Regions from separate parts of the Mus musculus genome. Here region 2 is linked to region 1. Evidence: chromatin contacts called from public HiChIP or PLAC-seq data. All regions are on one chromosome and are shown on one strand. The core of a region is the stretch at or near the end of the contact, and the rest is flanking DNA. Distances in the headings are between cores, read along the strand shown.

What was found. HiChIP or PLAC-seq counts read pairs in DNA pulled down with a chosen protein or histone mark.
Region 2: a contact with region 1 is called in an H3K27ac HiChIP or PLAC-seq map of embryonic stem cells, with 8 read pairs. The contact joins two enhancer-like sites. A contact is called at or near these places in 1 of 15 datasets of contacts at CTCF or cohesin (embryonic stem cells), 12 of 484 Hi-C or Micro-C datasets (3T3-L1-derived adipocytes, adipose-derived mesenchymal stem cells, embryonic stem cells and 4 more), 8 of 115 datasets of contacts at active chromatin or transcription factors (craniofacial prominence, embryonic stem cells, stem cell-derived neural progenitor cells and 1 more) and 1 of 9 other capture datasets (embryonic stem cells).

Annotation. Positions count from the first base shown.
Region 1 is chr7:34,567,858-34,574,962 of GRCm38.p6, reverse strand. No RefSeq gene overlaps it. Among named protein-coding and RNA genes, the nearest start is that of Gm12784, 25 kb to the right of the region's middle. Within about 2 kb of position 4,267, at least 160 of the 459 cell types and tissues checked have an H3K27ac peak or open chromatin away from gene starts, as enhancers often do. A contact at or near this core is called in embryonic stem cells and trophoblast stem cells, where this site is marked.
Region 2 is chr7:34,667,952-34,674,659 of GRCm38.p6, reverse strand. Chst8 (carbohydrate sulfotransferase 8) reads left to right here. Exons shown (of 4, transcript NM_175140.4): 4 at 1-192. Among named protein-coding and RNA genes, the nearest start is that of Gm12781, 11 kb to the right of the region's middle. Within about 2 kb of position 5,104, at least 13 of the 459 cell types and tissues checked have an H3K27ac peak or open chromatin away from gene starts, as enhancers often do. A contact at or near this core is called in embryonic stem cells and trophoblast stem cells, where this site is marked.

The DNA of each region.
Region 1 (7,105 bases), core at 3,018-5,517:
GAGTCAGGGAGGTTTGCCTACCTAAAAAGGGATGATAGCAGGAAGGTGAGGGGGTCTCTCTGCTTGGTGGAGAAGCAAGCACAGAGGAACGCATGCTCTCCAGCAGTCTATTATCAAAGAGCATTGGGTGTGTCCTCATTGTAGGACACATCATGTTTCACGAGCATGAACTGGCAGAATACAGACAATCTTTTTATGTGTCAATGTAGTAGTTTGAATATGCTTGGCCCAGGGAATGACTCTATTAGGAGATGTAGCCTTATTGGAGTGGGTGTGGCCTCGTTGGAGGAAGTGTGCCAGTGTGGGGGTGGGCTTTGAGACCCTTCCTCCCAATGCCAGTGAGAGTCTTCTGTTTGCCTCCAGAACAAGATGCAGAACTCTCAGCTCCTCCAGTACCAGGCCTGCCTGGATGCTGCCATGCTTCACCCCATGATGATAAAAGATTGAACCTCTGAACCTGTAACCTGTAAATGTTGTCCTTTATAAGAGTTGCCTTGGTCATGGTGTCTCTTCACAGCAGCGGAAACCCTACTAAAGACAGTCAGCATTCACGGCAAACAGCAGTTCTGCTGTGTGGGCCTGTACTGGCTAGTTTTGTGTCAACTTGACACAGGCTGGAGTTATCACAGAGAAAGGAGCTTCAGTTGGGGAAGTGCCTCTATTAGATCCAGCTGTAAGGCATTTTCTCAATTAGTGATCAATGGGGAGGTCCCCTTGTGGGTGGTGCCATCTCTGGGCTGGTAATCTTGGTTCTATAAGAAAGCAGGCTGAGCAAGCCAGGGGAAGCAAGCCAGTAAAGAACATCTCTCCATGGCCTCTGCATCAGCTCCTGCTTCCTGACCTGCTTGAGTTCCAGTCCTGACTTCTTTCAGTGATGAACAGCAATGTGGAAGTGTAAGCTGAATAAACCCTTTCCTCCCCAACTTGCTTCTTGGTCATGATGTTTGTGCAGGAATAGAAACCCTGACTAAGACAGGGCCCCACTTCTATTTAGTAGCTTCCTCCATTGTTATTTTTAATCTGATGTCCAAATGTGAGCTCTGTAATGTCAGGAGGTCAAGCAGAGAGCCCTGGTGGTGTCTGCTGAATGTACAAATGGGGGGGGGGGGTTGTGTGCAGACTGTGGAGAGTCCCAGGTGTCTCAGGCCTTAGCCACAGACTCCAACAAGGGTTAACAAGTTGAAACCTGAAAGGCCTGAGTGTGGGACCACAAATCTATAAATCCCATCACTCAGGTGGGGCAGGGGATAAGGACAAAAGGACTGAGAGTTTGAGGCCAGCGTGGGCGACACACAGAAGAGGAGCCAACTTCAGTTTCCACACCCAGTCAAGTGGTTCACAACCTCTAATTCTTGCTCCAGAGGAATCCGACACCCTCTCCTGATTTCCAAGGGTGCCTGCACTCACATATATAAAAACCACAATGATCTGCAGACTGACACAGCGGATCACACGTACTGATTACAAATGCCTGTCTTCTTTCGCTCTGTGCTGTTGCCTCATTTAATCTGGAAACATTTCTAGCATGTATTTCTGAAGGATGATTGGAAAATATAACCACAATGCTTCCACTATAAAGACAAACCAAACCAACCAACCAACCCAACTAACAGTGGATCACTTAACCTTGGGTAGCTCACCAATATTCAAATTTACAAGCGGACCATTGATGTTACTCTATACTTTTACCACTTATTCGATCTTGATTATTTTGCTTTTAAATCATTGTTAAGGAAGTCGTTTCACAAGACCTGGATTGCTATGATCTACATGGCATTTAACACATCCCATTGCATTTTGTATTTCCTGTAAATGTGGTAATTGATCTAGATTAGAGTTTCTGAACCCTCTGACCCCTTTGGGGGCCGCATATCAGATATCCTGAATATCAGATATTGATATTATGACTCATAACAGTAGCAAATATACATTTATTAAGTAGTAAGGACATGATTTTATGGTTGGCCGCCACCATGGCATGAGGAACTGTATTAAAGGGTTGCAGCATTAGGAGGCTTCCTGGCTGCCAGCCTGGCTCCAGAATTGTGTGAGAGACCCTGTCTCAAGAGAATAAGACCGAGTCTAGAGAGATGGCTCAGTGGTTCAGAGCACTAGTTCTTGAGGAGGACCCAGGTTCAGTTTCCAGCATTCACGTGATGCTCACAGCCATCCATAACTCCAGTTCTAGGGGATGCAAGCGCCCTCTTCTGACCACAGCTGTCATCAGGCATGCACACGGTACACAGAAACACACGCAAGCAAAAGAATGATTGATACACATAAGTAAATCTTTTTTAAAAATTTAAATACATCTTTGAAAAACAAATTAAAAGCTACCACCACCATCACCACCAGAAAGATCAAGACTAAGACAAAGAGTGAGAGAACACAGCACCTGATGTCCTCTTCTGGCCTCTGAGTGCACACACATACACACGCCCCAAAAGGCTGGCTGGCTCTGCGTTATTAGCGGATGCTGATCACTCTTGGATCTGTTCATCCATTAGCGACGCCCAACAGTGATACCTCCCACACTTAACAGATACAGTCCTTTCAGGACAACTTCCCCTGTGGATACCATTTGGCCACTGAAGCACAGTTGGAAAACAATTTTACCTAGGCAGCCGCTTCCTCTCCACTTAGAACCCTCTGGAAAGATGGGCCACTTCTGCGGACCTTCATTTATGTTTTCTTTTCTGACTCACTTTCTTTTCTTTTTTTAAAATTTTACTTTCCCTTCCCTTCTCCCTCTTCCCCTCCCCCGCCGTTGCCCCTCCTCCTCTCCCTCTCCCTCCCTCTCTCTTACTAGGTAATCCAGGCTGGACTTGGACTTGCTAAATAGTTCAGGCTAGCCTCAAGCTCTCCACCTGCCTGCCTCAGCCTCCCAAACACTGGGATTCCTGGCCTGTGCAACTGTGTACTGGTCCTTATTTTCTAACCACACACATCAGCTGACAGAGGCGGGCCAGTAGCTGCTAGAAAAAGACATTTTAGATTGCCTGCCCCCCCCATGAGGATGGTCAGTCTGCTCCGAGATGTGCTATTTCCCCTGTAATTAAGGAATCTTCTAATTTGAGGAATAGGTAAAATTCATCAAAATTATATTTTCTAAAAGTCATAAAGCTGAAGCTGCTGAGGTCTTTTTGGCTGCAGGGAAATCTTGAATGGAGGAGGGATGCTATCAAGATAGGATTTAAGAAAACAGTTCATCATCTTTCGTTCCCAGCAAAGAGAATACCCCAAAGAAATGCCATTGATTTTGCATTTTGAGAAACTGACCAACTTTCTTGATCAAACGCCCATTGCAAGTCGGAGTCAAGGTTAGGCGGGCCCTCTAGGGTACCTTCCTTTGGGGCCTTCACTCCCTGTGATTTTGAAAAAGCAGACTTGGGCCATCAGAGCTCTTCCCTCTGAAGAGAGGAAAGACTCTTGGCTCGGATCCCAGCTTCCTTACCATGCCTTCTGGGCCGTGTGAGGGCCAGGCTGGGAGGAGGGAGGTCCCGGCCTGCAGACCTCAGAGCTTAGGCGGGATCCGCTCAGTTGTGCAAAGAATGCGACCTTATCTTCTTTATTAATTTTCCCGAGGCTGGAGAAATGGCCAGGATTTTCTATGTCCTTGATCCCCTTGGTCTGCCCCAGAATACTTGGACCATGGGAAACACCCTGCCCTCTGTCAGGCCCTCCTTTAAGGCTTTGCTGTCTGTTAGCTTGTGGGACAGGACATGGTGACTCAGTTTCCTCCAGCGTGGAATCGTGAAATTAGATTTGAGGCCTACTTCTCACATCACTTGGGGAAGCTTTTATAGTTAGGGTGACCCTTCGGAGCTACATGATGGGGAAGGAGAGGAGGGCGGAATGGGAAAAGCACATTCCACTCCACCGCCCCCCCAGCCCCCACCCTGCAGTCCAGCAACGTGCCTTGACCTCTGAGCTCGCCTTCGGCCTGGGCGGGGTGCAGCACTCTCAGCCGTCTGGAGACGCTGGGGCGGGGCAGCGCTGGCTGGCCAGCCTCACCGGAAAGACTCGTTTGAACTAGAGCTGGCAGAGCCACGATAGAAACCGATTTGTAGCCTCTGCCTGGGGCTCTCCAGGTCTCTGGTCACATGCAGATAAGTCAGCCCCTGCTCAGCCCTTCCACACCTGAGCGACCTCCAAGCTCCACCCCAGTTTCCCCACGGGCCACGCCCTCGGCTCTAGGGCTCCCACTAGGCTGAGTCTCAGTGTGGGAAGGGGACAAGAATGAGGGCAGAGGCCCAGACAGGGTCCCGTTGCTAAGCAACACGACCCTGGCCCTGGGCTCTGGCCTGAAACAGCCAGAAGCGACCAGCTCACAGCTGCCTCCTTGCAGCCGCCTGCTTGCCCTGCCAAACCTTCTGGAACTAGAGTGCTCAGGCGACCCCAGGCTACAAGCTCCTCGGCTTGCAAAACCTCAGGGAAGACTGACGGCTACTCGCGCCAGCTCTGTGCGCCGCTTTGGGTCCCAGATCGGGGACGCGACGGGGTGGTTGTGCTGCCACCCCGGAGCTAGGCACCTCTGGCCCAGCTCCTTCATTCACTCCTGGAGGTCATCGGGTGGGGACTCGGAATGGGATCACAGTGCTGGGTAGTGTCGGTCCCCAGAGTACCAGGACTAGTTAGGAGTCTGCCAGCCCTATTATGTGTGCTTGTGTGCAGGTTGCATAAGGAGTTTAGTGGCTAGACTTGCTAGCCAGCCGCTGCCTGGAGGGAACCGGGTGTTTATTAGACCGACTTGGCCGGGCTGCTTGCGGCTCTGCCTACAGCGGGCGTCAGATCCACAGAGTAATAGGCGGTTGCTGTTGGGGAAGATAAACCCTGCACACTAGCAAGCCACCATGAGCCACCAGGAATCGCTGGAGGAGACAGCCAGCATCTTATAAACCGATGGTTGAAGCTAAAATCTGGATACAAAACATCCCTCTCCAGGAAGGTGGGCAGGTTACTCTCGTCCTCCGAGGCTCTGAAAGCTTTTCCTTGTTAGAAGACTCCGGGAATCCTACCGGCACGTGTGAGCACGTGCTCCTAGAGACCAGTTAATAGAAACACTAGCCTGAAATACAGTGGACATTGCCTCAGAAGTCCTAGGTGACCTGTGTGGGAGCTATGCCCTGTCTCTTGTACAGTTTGGACTTGGACAACTTATGTTAAGTCTCTAAGCTTCACATTATTCTTGTGCACACAAAGAGGCTGTCCTGTTTTGCAGAACAGCAAAAAGGAGGTATATAATATAATATAATATAATATAATATAATTCCAGACTCTCACTAGGAGATTTTTGGCAAAGGATTCACCACACCCCCAGCCCCTTCACCATGAGTGTGATTAGAATCCATCACTGAGCCACACTCCCAACCCCTCATTGTGTAGGGGGCAGGGATGCCCCTAGGCAAGTGCTCTACCACTGAGCCACACCCCCAGCCCCTCACTGGGGGATTCTAGGCAGGGGCTCTACCACTGAGCCACAGCCCCAGTCCCTCACTGGGGGATTCTAGGCAGGGGCTCTACCACTGAGCCACACCCCCAGCCCCTCACTGGGGGATTCTAGGCAGGGGCTCTACCACTGAGCCACACCCCCAGCCCCTCACTGGGGGATTCTAGGCAGGGGCTCTACCACTGAGCCAAGCCCTAGCCCCCCACTGGGGGATTCAAGGCAGGGGCTCTACCACTGAGCCAAGCCCTAGCCCCCCACTGGGGGATTCTAGGCAGGGGCTCTACCACTGAGCCACATCCCCACCCTCAAAGGAGATTTAAAAAAACAACAATAACCTGATAATAGAATGTGCAATGACCAACAACCCTGGGAAGGAAAGAATGGCATGCCAGAAGGCATTGTGTCTTATCCTGGAAAGGTATAACCTAATATTGGAGAACTATAAAAACCAAGGAGTTATCAGAAACCCTTCATTGTTTTGACCTTTTTATTAAAGCAGTGAAGAGGGGTGGCTGAGGACACTGGGTGCCTCAACCTGCAAGGCTCAGGACTGTCTGTCTGCCCCAGGGTCTCCGGAGCTGACTTGGTGCTTTCTCACTACTCTTCATTAGAACTGCTACTGTAGTAACTGACTTGACCTAATTTTGTCTTGGTCCTCATCATCTGTGAAGTGGAGACAAACAGGACACCAACCGGTTCAGCTGTTGGGAAGATTGAGTTAGGTTGTGACTACAGAAGTGATTGACAGGCCCCAATAAATGCTAACTAGTACTAGTTAAGTTTTTATTACATATTTCTAATTAAAATAATTAATTAATTTAATTAATTTGGAGTGTGTGTGTGCATGGTCAAAGGACAACTAGTATTCCTATTGGCTTACAGACAGTTCTGTTAGGCTCCACCTAACAACAGCTTACATCATCACCTGTCATCAGGTGTGAGCCCAGACTGCTTGCTACACCAGTCCCCTCCCCAACTCTTCCTTCCCCTTCTCTTCTTCTCTTCTTCTCTTCTTCTCTTCTTCCTTCTTCTTCCTTCTTCTTCTTCTTCTTCTTCTTCTTCTTCTTCTTCTTCTTCTTCTTCTTCTTCTTCTTCTTCTTCTTCTTCTTCTCTTCCTCCTCCCTCCTCCTCTTCCTCCTTCCTTCCCCCCCTTCCTCTCCCCATATAGAGGCCTCTCTTCCCCTCCTTCTGTCCTTCTCCTCCCTTTTCTTCTCCTACCCCTTTTCCAGGTCCAAGCTTCCCTTCCCTTCCCTTCCCTTCCCTTCCCTTCCCTTCCCTTCCCTTCCCTTCCCTTCCCTTCCCTTCCCTTCCCTTCCCTTCCCTTCCCTTCCCCTCCCCTCCCCTCCCCCTCCCCCTCCCCTCCCCTTCTCCTCCCCTTCTCCTCCCCTCCCCTCCCTTCCTTTTCCACAATAAACTTCCTTTAATACTAGGTCTGCTGCATGGTGTGATTCCCTGATGACCCGTCTGCATGGGCCCACCAGGTACCCTCTTCTTTCTTTATTCCTGCAGCCTTATACCACAGACTTATATTTCATAACAATTTTTTCTTTCTTTCCTACCAGTTTTCATCATTAAAATGTTCAAGTGTGCAGAAAAGTTGGTGGAAGCACGTAGTGAACACCCACCTAGCCTGTGCAGTTAGACCACATTTGCTTT
Region 2 (6,708 bases), core at 3,855-6,354, 99 kb before region 1:
AATACGTGAATATGTGCACATGAGTGCAGGTGTCTGTGAAGGCTGTATGGGGTCAGATTCCCCCCCCCCCCCAAAGCTGGAGTGACAGGCAGCTGTCAACCTCCCTGTAGGAGCTGAACCGCTAGAGCAATCTGAGCTCTTAACCTTAACCGCTGAGCCTGCTTTTGTTTTGGTGAATCAGGATCTTGCTGTGTATTTCCAGCTTGTTTGTTTGAGTTCTTTCTCTTTCCAGACCACCTGTGGGCCCTGCTAAGTCCCTGAGAGAAAAGATAGGTCTGTCCCCACTTAGGGAGTGGAGTCCCTTGGGTCTCACCTTGCAGCAGGTTCTCTGAGGACAGCCAGAACAGGGGCAAGCTCCCTATCAGGTGCCCATTAGGGCTGCACCTGGGCTCTGTAAGGCACTGCACCTGGGGCTCTGCACCTGGGGCTCTGTAAGGCACTGAGCAGCATGGTCAGTTTCTGTAATTCTCACCGTGGGGAGCGACGTCATCCTCAGCTTCCTAGACGTCTATGGTGAGCTGGCTAAAGCTATAGCCAGCACATCCCTGACCCTGAGTGTGACCTCAGCCTTATCTACACACCTAATCAAACACCTCAAGGCTGACAGATTACCCACCCTTGAGGATCTGGCTTTGGGGGAGGGGAAGGCAGAGCTGTCTGTGAAACCTCTCCTTAAGTTGGGTGCCAGAACTGATTCTGAAATTGGCACAAGTCAGAGTGACAACGGAAAGGTCCCAGTGGGAGCTCTGTTGGTGCTTACAGTATGAGTGTGACTGGGGCTGTGTCTACAAGGAGAGGGAAGCACTTTGTATTAGGAGCAGATGTCCGTTTGCCTGTCTCTCCAGGATTGCTGAGAACCTCTGCCTGCCTTCTGGATCCGTCTGTGGGGCAGATATATCCAGGTCGTCCTGGGAGACCACTCCCAAAGCTGATGTTGGGTCTGTAAGGAGAGACAGCACCAGGTCCCCCAGGCAGTAGATGCTACTGGAATCCAGCTGGCCTCATACTGGCTACAGCTAATTCACCTCCATTTTGCCTTTACTGTAGTGGTCTCTGGAATCTTCCAGGATTGGAACAAGTGACTGAAGCTGCCTTCTGTCTTGGAGCCACATTCATCCAGGAGCCCTGAGCAAGGGTGAGGCTGCCCTCTGGTTCCAGCTGGAAGTGACCATCTGATAGGGAAGGACCCAGAGGGATGGGGAGGAGGATCAAGTCACAGCCAGAGGGGTTTAGGAGATTCATGGAAGGCAGATGTCCAGAGGCTCAGAAAGCCAAGAAGGTCACCCTGACTGGAGCCAGAACCAGCTCTAGGCAGACCCATGTGAGAGATGCTAGAGAAGCCTGGAAAGCTAGAAAGCTAACTGTGGCCCAGAAATAGCAGGCGCTAGCGAAACTGAATTCACAACGGAGAAAGTGTCTCTGGTTGTGGGTACATTTGGCAGAGCTTGGGGCAGAGTGTCTAGGAGCTTCTGCTCAGCCAAAGGACACCTAGAGGCCCATCTGGGCAGCCTGTACTGCCACTTGGTCTGCTGCAGCTCATTGCCCTGGGCTACTGCCAGAGAGGGGGTGGGGGGCAGTCAGGGAGGGGAAGAAAGGAAGTGGGGGAGAGAAAGGGAGAGCATGTGGGGATGGGCTAAAAATAAGAAACCCTCGCAAGGTCACTCTTCAGTGTCACCCAAGCAGGAGCTAAGCTGGACACACCTACATGCAATGTAGCCATTACCAGTTTTAAGGGAGGAGGGAACAAGACCCAAGACTCTGACAATTAGCACCACCTTAATGGTCCCCAGGATGGCCATCAACTGAAGGCCATAGGCCCAGCCCTGAGGCCCTGCCTCAAATTCATTGAGGTATATCCAGCCTCACAGCCTTGAGCTAGACTGTGGAACACAGGAAAGAATGTGCATGCAGGGATGTGTCTCTGTCTCTCTGTCTCTCTGTATGTCCTTCTATATGGACATAAATGACTGGATGATGGGTATACGTGTAGGTGGAACTATGGACAAGTCCTCTGTCCCCTTTCCTCTCTGGTAGCACCTTGTATTCATTACTCAGTCCTGTCCCAATTGCTCACCATTCTCCCTGAAAGCAGACCATCTGATCACTAGGAAGGGTCACTGGGGGAAAAAAAATCAAGGTTGGAGAATAGCTGTCCAGTCTCAGGCCCTCTCCTCAAGTGTGATCCATCCCCCAGGGCCCCACTAGGACACACATGTGGGTACACACACACACACACAGATTCCCCACCAGGCCTTTCTTTATCTTTGAATGGCTGACCTTCCCTCGATGTAGAAACCATTGTCAGGATAGAAACAACTGGTATCCAAAGTCCTGGGTCCCTCCCTCAAATACCCTGGGGAGGCATTCAAAATCCAGACAGGTTGACTCAAACCCTGTACCAAGCAGACAGGACAAGCCACTTCTCTTTCTCCAGTGTAGCATAATTGCCGCCAACGGGGACTTTATAGATGCAGAACCACTCATAACCAGCAGGTGGGGCCAAGTCCCTGCTCCTAAACAGAGGCCGGTGCATCCCTAACTGGGCCACCAGGTGGCAGCAACATTCCAGAGTGGGTGACGCTAGCCAGTGCAGAAAGAATTGCCTCTCCCTAAGATGAGATTTCAACCAACCTCCACAGAATCTCTGGGAAGACCCCAGACGCTACTTTCTAACCCACCAGTTCCAAAAGAACCTGCCCGAGTACCAAGCACCCCAGCACCTCAGCTTCTCTCATCCCTCAGATGGGTCCAAGAGCTGGGTTACCAACACCAAGCAAGGCAATGGTTTCCACTGTCCATCCGAGAGATACCAGGTATTCTCTGACCTCACTGGAAACGCACATGCACACGCGTGTACACACACATACACACCCGTGCTCACATTGCATACACACCTTCATGAGCATCACCTCTTCTGGTATTTTAAATAAATGGGAAAGCCCAGTAGGCCCCTCAAAAGTAGGTATTTTCTGTTGGGTCCTGTTCTCCTTCCAAGCAATGGTGTTCTCCAATGCCCACCCTATGTCTCTGTCTCTTCCTCCAAGACATCGCCAAAGCACAGTCCTTAGGCTAATCTATCAACAAAACATAAAATTAAAAGATTTAAGCGGGGTGGTGGTGGCACACGTCTTTAATCCCAGCACTTGGGAGGCAGAGGCAGGTAGATTTCTGAGTTCAAGGCCAGCCTGGTTACAAAGTGAGTTCCAGGACAGCCAGGGCTACACAGAGAATCCCTGTCTCAAAAAACAAAAATAAAATAAAATAAAATAAAATAAAATAAAAGATTTAAAAGGGCATAGGGGTGCACACCATGTAATCTCAACACTCAGAAGGTTGAGGCTTTGAGACTGTGATCCTGAGCTTCAGACAGCCAGCGCTGCATGGCACAATCCTCCCTCAAAAATAAACAAAACAGAGTCGCCCTCCAAGGCTTGCCTCAACCCTGCTCTGTCTTTCCCACCAAAATGCATCCCATGGCCCCACGGCCTCTCCTCCATCTCTTCTTTCTCTAAAAATATCCTCCCACCCCCACCCCCACTCCGACGCCCATCCCCATCCCCATCCCCCCACCCCCTACCCCCCTAAACAGGTTGGCACTGGTTCTTCAGCAGCCTCCAGTGTTCTGAGTCCAGCAGCCTCTCACCTGCCTGTGCATCCCCTGGAGGGCAGAGCTCAGCACCACCCCTATGCTGGCTTCCCAGTTTACACCTCCACCCCTGACCTCTAGCAGCTCTCCCCCCACCCTGCCTTGTCCAGCCACCTGCCCCACATCTGTATCAGCACATCCAGAAGGTGCCTCAGATCACCTACCCTACCTGAGCCTCATCTCTTCCAAGTCCTGCACCCCCCTCCCAGGACTCCCACCTCAGCCCACCACCCCTGCACTCTGTCTTACTTCTTGAAAGTATCTCGAATCCACCCCCTTTCTCCCTACTGTCTTTTCTTCTTTACTTCCTTCTTTCTGTTTTCTAAGGCAGTGTCTAGCTACCATAGCCTCTGCTGGCCTTGAATAGACTCTGTAGCCCAGGCTGGCCTGGCTCACAATCCCCCTGCCTCCACCCTGTAGTATTGGAATCAGAATCATGTACCATCAGAGGCTGCCCATGTCTTTTCCCTATTTGGAGCTGTCACGTTTTGTTTGTTTGTTTGTTTGGGTTTTGTTTTGCTTTGTTTTTCAAAACAGGGTTTCTCTGTGTAGCCCTGGCTGTCCTGGAAGTCACTTTGCAGACCAGGCTGTCCTCAAACTTACATAGATCAGCCTGCCTCTGCCTCCTGAGCACTGGGATCCCACCACCATGCCTAGCTGGAGATGTCATTTAAACCCATACCATTGTCCTCTCTGGCCTTGGCTCTTGAAGTAATAAGAAGTAAGAATAACCAGGTACAGTGGTGCACATGCGAGATCTAGCTTTGCAAGAGACCCAGGCAAGAGAAATGCTCTGCGTACAAGGCCAACCTGGGCTACATACTGAGTTATAGATCAGCCTGGGCAACAGAGTGAGGCGCTGTCTAAGAAAATAATAGCAATGGGGCTTGCAGAATGGCTCAGCCGGTAAAATGGCTTACCTCTAAGTCAATCTAAGACGATCTAAGTTCCATACCCAGGACCCACATGGTAGGAGAGAAAACTGACTCTTGCTGACCCACATTTGAGTGACGGCATGCAGACACACACACAATCAGAATAAACAGATAAACACAATATTTTTTTTAAAAAATGCAGATATAGGTCATGCCTTGGAATGCTGCCTTCCCAGGCTTGCCAGTGAGGGCAGGGAGTGTGGATTCCTCTTAAAGCCTTTGTCAATATGCTTGAGGCCTTAGGCTCAAGCCCCAGCACACATACACGAAAATCATGGTATTTACAGGCTGATCCCAAACTGCTCTGCATATTTCATGAATATATTATTTTATTTACTTGCCATTACCACCCTGTAAGATAGATACGGAGCAGTTATATCCTCCCGGGATCTCCCGACAAGGACCTTGAGACACAGAAGGGGTTGAACAATTTACCCTGAGGCCACGTAGCTCTGAAAAGACTGTCTCCCTTCCAGCGCCCGGCAGTTAGGTCTGGTGTCCAGTCCTTAACCATTAGAATGCTCTGCTGCTCTGTGGGGGGTGGTTTGTGAGAGCAAGTTAGGAATCCAGTGACCTCAGGAGCAAGGACAAGACAAGCTTTGCAGGAAACTGAGATTCCAGACGCCTTTAAGTGGCTGCCTGAGGTTCTGATAAACAGGTGTCCTGCTGCTGGAAAGTAGCAGGGGGAAGTCGGAGCTTGTCCCCTCCCCCAGCAAGCGTGACAGCAAAGATGGGAACAGATCCCGAGTGGGCTTAGTGCCCTCCAGAGGCCAAGATGATGATGAATGATGGGTGGAGAGTTCAAAGCCATCCTTGGCTACCCAGCAAGCTCCAAGCCAGCTTGGGCTATGTGAGAGACCCAGTCTGGAAAAGTAAAAGTTAAAGGGGCGGGGGTAAGAGAGGTAACAGCCAGAGAAACAGGAAGAGGAGGGGGAGGAGGGGGGAGGGGGAGGTGGAGGAGAAGGGGAGGAGGGGGAGGGGGAGAAGAGGGGAGGGAGAGGAGGGGGAGGGAGAGGAGGGGAAGGGAGAGGAGGGGGAGGAGGGGGAGGGAGAGGAGGGGGGAGGGAGGAGTGGGAGGAGGGGGAGGAGAGATTAATCTGAGCCAGCCTGGTCCAAGAGGGAGGGCTGAGAAGTAGGGTGGTCTGAAAGATGAGAATCTGGAACCTTCTCTTGGAGTGACAGGGAAGAGGGTGGGCAGAAATGACCACAGTTCAGGGGCAGTGAGAAGGTTCCCATCCCATAAGCATTTCCTCTGGGGTGTCACACACAATGCCACCAGATCCTGCCTGGTGCCTGCCCATCTCTGTACCAGCCTGCAGCTCTCTGTCATCCATGGCTTAAGGTTGCCCATGAGTCTACATGACTATACAAGCATTTGGTCAGCCTAGCAGCCTCACTGGGGACAGTTGCCAAGGTTACAAGCTAAGACTTCTCTTTGGGGTACAGATGCCCAGAACAGGGGTACAGGGGATGGAGTGAATCTGTCTAGCATTTGGAATAGAGCCCCACCAGCTCTCAGAGATGTGGGTGGGTGGCAGTCCCACGGCCCCAGAGAGCTGCAAGTCCTAACACTGTGGGAAGGAACAGGGCGGTCAAATCCAGGCTAAGAGCAGAAGCTGTGAGATCAGAAATACTCTCAAAAACCCAGGCCCAGATTTTTACTTTGCCTTTTATTTATTTCTTCTTAAACCCTGTTTCTCTCCCCGAGGCATCTAATCTATTATTTAACATTGGATTGTACGATTGAAACTCCCAGGCAAATTGAAAATTATTTGTGTTGGAGGTTTCAGGCATGATGCTGAGACTACCATTTCTGGGGGACTCTGAGATCCAAGCAAAGGCAGAAACCCCCGGCATGCGGCTCTGATCCAGGAAGGGGTCGGGCAGGCCGAGCAGGGTGGCGGGCAGATCCAAGGGCCTCGGGCACCTGGGGCCGGTTGACTCAAGCCTAGCACACCCAGAGCTCCACACATCTCAGGGCCATTAATCTCCATGCGGCATTTCACTCGGGAAATTCTGCCGAAGCCTCCCACCGGTCAAAGTCCTCAAGAGGCCAAGCAGGTGTGATCAGTCACCTGGCCCTGCGCCCACCCTGGGGGAAAGGCCTCAGTCACGGGAGAATTAATG